2 separate regions of the Cricetulus griseus genome follow, and region 1 is linked to region 2. A link is a contact called in public Micro-C data. All regions are on one chromosome and are shown on one strand. The core of a region is the stretch at or near the end of the contact, and the rest is flanking DNA. Distances in the headings are between cores, read along the strand shown. Region 1 overlaps Palm2akap2 (A-kinase anchor protein 2). Region 2 overlaps Palm2akap2 (A-kinase anchor protein 2).

Region 1 (2,700 bases), core at 10-2,509, 130 kb before region 2:
GCACAAAAGTCTTTTCTTTTAGCTCAAAGCCAGACTTGGTTGGACCATCTTATTTTGGCCTTTCTGGAATGGTTTATCATTCCTGGCCTGGGTACAAAATACTCATTGAGGCACTGAGGATTTCAGTCGGTAAAGTGCCTGCCTGGCATGCATAAGGCTCACCTGAGCCTTACAAACTGGGGGTGTCTGTACAGGAGTATAATGCCAGCTGTCAGGAAGTAGAGGCAGAAGTTTAGGTTATTCCCAGCCACATAGAGTTTTCAAGGTCAATCTGGGTTACTGGAATTGCTGTCTCCAGGGATGGACAGATGGAAGGAAGGAAGGAAGGAAAGGAAGGAAGGAAGGAAGGAAGGAAGGAAGGAAGGAAACAGTAATATAAACTAAAGGTAGAAGAGGCCTCATGGGAAGGGCAATCCGGCATGTGTGGGTAAGAATGAGAAATATTGCCACAAGGAGGCAGCACTGATGGTCCTGAGTGCTAAGACAAGTTCTTCCTGTCCCGTGTCTCCGTGCCTCAGACACTACCAGCCGTTGGCAGGGACTTAGACTTTGAAGTGCAAAGAAAGCCAGGGCTTAGCCATGAAAATAGAAATGTGGCTGACCAGAGTCTTCTAACAGCATTGACTGATAGTTCAGTTAGCTGAAAGAGTCCAGATCCACATAATCCAACTCAGTTGCTTACAGCCCAAGTCAAGATGCCATGCCCAGCAAGGACTTTCCACCTTGGCTGACATTGAAACTCCAGAACTAGACTAGTAAGATCCCAATCTCTGGGCCTGGCATGTTTAATGTTTCTCTTTAATGTTCCTTGGGTGACCTTAACAATTTCTTAGGATTACATATTGTAGGGAGAAATAGGGTCAAACTGAGGCGACACCAAGCTGGCTCATGCAGGTTACAACCTATCTGAAGCTGGAAGGCAGATGTCAGTGATGGGGTCAGGGAACCACCTCCACTACTCTGGTAGTCAGCGTTCTTGAATCTTGCCCCAGAGGGAGGTAGACATGGGGGGTGGGAGGGGAGGGTGTGACAGCAGATAGCAAGTTTCACTTCATTTTGAGCAGACCTTGGTGTGGAGTCCCACCTTCCTCCCTCTATACCTCCCCCAGGACAGATCTCTGGTCACCTGGGCTCAGGTAGAGCTGACTCTGATCCTGAACAAGCCCAAGCCTGAGTCCCACTGTTATTGTATGAAGGACAGAAGATCTAAGTGACAGAGAACCCCACCCCACCCCATATCAGCTTGTCATTCCAGAGACTAAAGCTGAGGCAAGAACATGAGTCATCTTTAGCTGCATAGTAAGAAAAACAAACAAACAGCAAGCCCAGAGTCAGACTCTGCTTTTTAAACCTGACTATGTGGTACTCAATTCTTCACTCTGCCCCCTCCGATCTCCCCCTCTCCTCTCCCTCCATTTTCTCCCCTCCCCTCTCTCCTCATTTCCTTCCCCTCTCCCTTCTCTGACTCTGGGTTTGGGGGATAATTCAGTAATAGAACACTCACTGAGTTTGCATACCAGTCCCCCAAAAGAGTGATATTTTGATATTGAAAACACTACTCTTTACCAGTTTTTTAAAATAGATTTTAATGGCTGAATTTTATTTATGTGTTTTTAAACGATTCATCAAGAGATCCTTATGTAGGCATATGTTATGTTTGACTTTGTCCCAGGCATGAGAGTTAAGCCATAAGTGAGACAGACAGATAGACATGCTCTTTATGGAGCAAGGCTCTTGTTGACTTGTTGACCGGGACTGACAAGGAATAAATTAGATAAATGCTTCTGGTGATGAGCTCTGTAGAGGTGGCTGTGTATTTATCAGTTTGTCAGATTACAGTGAGGGTGAGTGCTGCTGGTGAGGTGGCTCAGTGGGTAAAGCATTTCCCACCAAACCTGACAACCTGAGTTTGATCTCCCGAACTCACATGATGATAGCAGAGAATTGACTCCCACATCTTGTTCTCTGACTTCCACACACATGCCATGATACTGGTGTGCTCACACACACACACACTCACACAAGCACACATAAGAAAATACATACCAAATAAATAAATGAATACATTTTATAAATTGGGGGAAGAGGGGCTGTAAAGAGAGCTCTGCAGTCAAGAGCATTTGTCACTCACACAGAGAATCTATGTTCAGGTGCCAGCACCTACCTGATGGCTTAGAACCATCTGGAACCCCAGTTCCAAGAAATCCAATGCCTTCTTATAATCTTCAAGGGTAACGGGCACTCAATGTATCCATACACACATGCAGGCAAACCAGTCATACACATAAAATAAAATAAACATATCTTTAAAAACATGAGAGAAGGGGGTCATTTTCCCCACACTAGCTCCAAAAGAGTATCCATTTTATGAATGGAAAATAACATTTTAGTGGCTATTAAATTTGTGTGTCTATTAAAAATGTTGAACATTTCCCTATACTTTATTTTTTCCGATGCCAATGTGTTTCTATTTTCCTTATAAATCATATTGAGTTATAACAAATTCTTTGTTTACTAAACTCTTAACCATTGGGCACACATTGCAAGTGTTTTCCTTAGCTAACACTTGCTTTTGAGTTATTATGATTCATATATAAAAAGCAGCTTAAATTTTCCATAATAAACATCACCAATTTTATATTTTGTGGGTTTCTTCATATGTCCTTTAAAACAGTCTTTTTCCCATCCTAAACTCATATA
Region 2 (2,869 bases), core at 27-2,526:
GTGTGTGTGTGTGTGTGTGTGTGTGTGTGTGTGTGTGTCCATAGCATCTCCATGTGGTCCCTACCTGAGGGTCTTTTCCCAGCCCTGGGCCATGGGGCCAACCACAGGCTGTCATTACTTTGGCCTAGAATGCATCAGCTAAGGCTCGGGACTGTGCTTCCATGTCCTTGCCCTCCACTGTTAGCACCACTCCTCTTTTATCTTTTACTACTGCCAAGTTCCTGTTCCCACAAAGTTCCTGGCTATCTTAATACTTCTCATTGGAAACTAAGCATGTATCAGGCCCAGTACCTGCCCATAGTACTTAAAACTAATTGATACCAGACCAGTGAGGCAACCTTGACAGCAAAGATTATTAGACACACACACAGGGCTCTCTCTCTCTCTCTCTCTCTCTCTCTCTCTCTCTCTCTCTCTCTCTCTCTCTCTCTCTCTCTCCTCATGTCCTCATAAATGAGGCTAAAGGTCAGAATTGTGGGTTCTGCTGATGCAAAATGCAAGTCTTGCTCCAAAAAGAATAAACGATAGTGTGTTCTGAGCCAAATGAGAGGCTGTGTCCTGAGAACACAGATTTGGATTGCCCTGCATGACAGAACTCATCAGGGAAGCAGCAACATGAATTTCTGTGGTCATAGAATAAGAGACAGGCACGAATCAGTGTATCTAACAACACACTGGTGGGGACAACGAGTAGGCAGTTTACAGCAATGTTATCCCTGCTATAGACTTTAGGCATTGTGTGTTGAGTGCTTAGCCCTGGGGGTCAGGGAAAAGAATGTTTTTTGTTGTTGTTTGTTTGTTTGTTTGTTTGTTTTGTTTTTTGAGACAGGGTTTCTCTGTATAGCAGCTCTGGCTGTCCTGGAACTCAACTCTGTAGACCAAGCTGGCCTCAAACTCATAGAGATCTGCCTGCTGAGTGCTGGGATTAAAGGAGTGTGCTCCCACCACCTGGCTTAATGTTTTTTGTTGTTGTGGTTTTGTTTTTAGTTACTACATCCAAAAGTTTCACCTCACCGTCAAAGAGTATTAAGTCAGGCACAGAGATTGGTAATAAATGGCTATTAAGAAGATTAAAGATAGACCAAGGTAATTTTGGTTCTTGGATTTGCAACATTCCTACTAACTATAGTCAGCTCTAATCAGTCATCAGTCTGCAGAATCATCAGCATTAAGGAACTTCAGTCTCCAAGCCCCAGTGAGGATGAGACACCATTGTAGGGCTGAGGTTAGACACTGCCACAAGAGATTTGGTCCTGGAGGGCTGAGTCCCTCAAGGGCCTGAGTATTTATTGATGCATTCTAATGTGCATTTCTAACTAGTGACCTACATGCTTGTGTGATGACAGTCTATACTGGCTGCTCATCTCTTGGTCATCACCTTTCTTTCTTGCTGGCCAGGAATCCAGTTTACACGTTTATTCCTCTTTTGGTAGCTACATGCTGAGAGCCTCCCCACCCCAGAAGGCAGATCTGGGAAGTTTTGATGCATTTAATCTCTTTCCATAACTGGTTTAGGAATAGGTTCACATTGCATTTTGACCAGTGAGAGTATGAGAATCAGCTGGAACAGGGATTGGTTGAGGTCTTCTCTCAAAGGTGAAGGGAAGCTGGGCATGGTGGTGCCTGACTATAATTCCAACACAGGATACTGAGGCAGGAGGATCATAAGCTCAAGGCCTACCTGGGCTGCCTAGAGGAACAAAACAACAAAAAGTTAATTGAGGAAGTAAAGAGGGAAATTCTTCCCCTTTCTCAATTCTGGACATTTTCATGACTCATGGTGCTTCTGTGACCATCTCAGGAACAGAGAGGAAAGTCTAGAGAATTACAGAGCTTGACAGGTGGGATGGGGCCAGTGAATTGCTCACTTCTAATGCCGTCCTAGTTTGAAACTTTGTGTTGTACCAACCAATCCGTCTTCAGGGTTTTTTGTTTGTTTGTTTTGGGTTTTGTTTTGTTTTGAGACAGGGTCTTACTATGTATCCCTGGCTGACCTAGAACTCACTATGCAGACCATGTTGACCTCGAACTCACAGTGACCATATGCCTTCTCTCCCTGAGAGCTGGGATAAAGGCGTGTGTCACCACCATGCCTAGCCCTGTCTTCTATCTTTAAAGCCTCCAGTTACTAATCTATTACCCGAATCCTCAAATATCCTGAATGGCATGCCCACTGAAGGTAACAATGGACATATTGCTTCCATAGTTGATCTCAGCTCCTATGTCAGAGCCATTTCCTATCCCCCTTTTTTCATGTTTGTACTAACAATGACCAAAATGAGTCACCCCATATTTATCCTCAGAATGTCCTAAGTTGCTGCACCCTCAAGACCTCCTTCACTGTTGCCGTGTTACCATTTTTGGTCGGTGTTACAATCTGTCTCCATGTGTCCCAACACACATAGCTGTGTTGTCTATGGGATGCTGTACTCCAGCCCTGTGACTACCTGCTCCCAACCCAGATCCCTCTCCCAATAGATCATCCTGGGAGTCCCTGCCTTCTCCCAAGCTTGGTTGTCTCATTTCAGTTGCTCTGCCCTGTCAACTCACATACACACTGTTCAACAGTGTAATCAACAGCAGAAGAGGTATGTACCCAACAGAGCCAGGTCAGTGACCAGGAACTAGAACTTGCTGAGAGACTTAATCCTCTGACTCCAGCTAGGTGAGAAGATGCAGCAAAATCGATAAGGAATCAGTCACAGCCATTGATTTATTTGTGCCTGAGACAACTTTCTGAAACTGTCCCTGATGCAGTATTTATGAGTATACTTAGCCACAGGATGACAGCTCTCTGTATCTCTAATGAAAGGAAATGAAACCTTACTGCTACTGGGAGGGAGATGGTATTTTTTATCCCTGATGGTTT

What was found. A called contact is a pair of places that touch in the nucleus more often than the background predicts.
Region 1: a Micro-C map of the CHO-K1 cell line shows a contact between it and region 2, with 6 times the contacts expected there. The contact joins two enhancer-like sites. A contact is called at or near these places in 3 of 8 Hi-C or Micro-C datasets (the CHO-K1 cell line and the CHO-S cell line).

Annotation. Positions count from the first base shown.
Region 1 is chr2:86,229,495-86,232,194 of CriGri-PICRH-1.0, reverse strand. All of the region lies in intron 2 of Palm2akap2 (A-kinase anchor protein 2), which reads left to right. Among named protein-coding and RNA genes, the nearest start is that of Palm2akap2, 65 kb to the left of the region's middle. Within about 2 kb of position 1,259, at least 1 of the 6 cell types and tissues checked has open chromatin away from gene starts, as enhancers often do. A contact at or near this core is called in the CHO-K1 cell line, where this site is marked.
Region 2 is chr2:86,099,413-86,102,281 of CriGri-PICRH-1.0, reverse strand. All of the region lies in intron 7 of Palm2akap2 (A-kinase anchor protein 2), which reads left to right. Among named protein-coding and RNA genes, the nearest start is that of CUNH9orf152, 160 kb to the right of the region's middle. Within about 2 kb of position 1,276, at least 2 of the 6 cell types and tissues checked have open chromatin away from gene starts, as enhancers often do. A contact at or near this core is called in the CHO-K1 cell line, where this site is marked.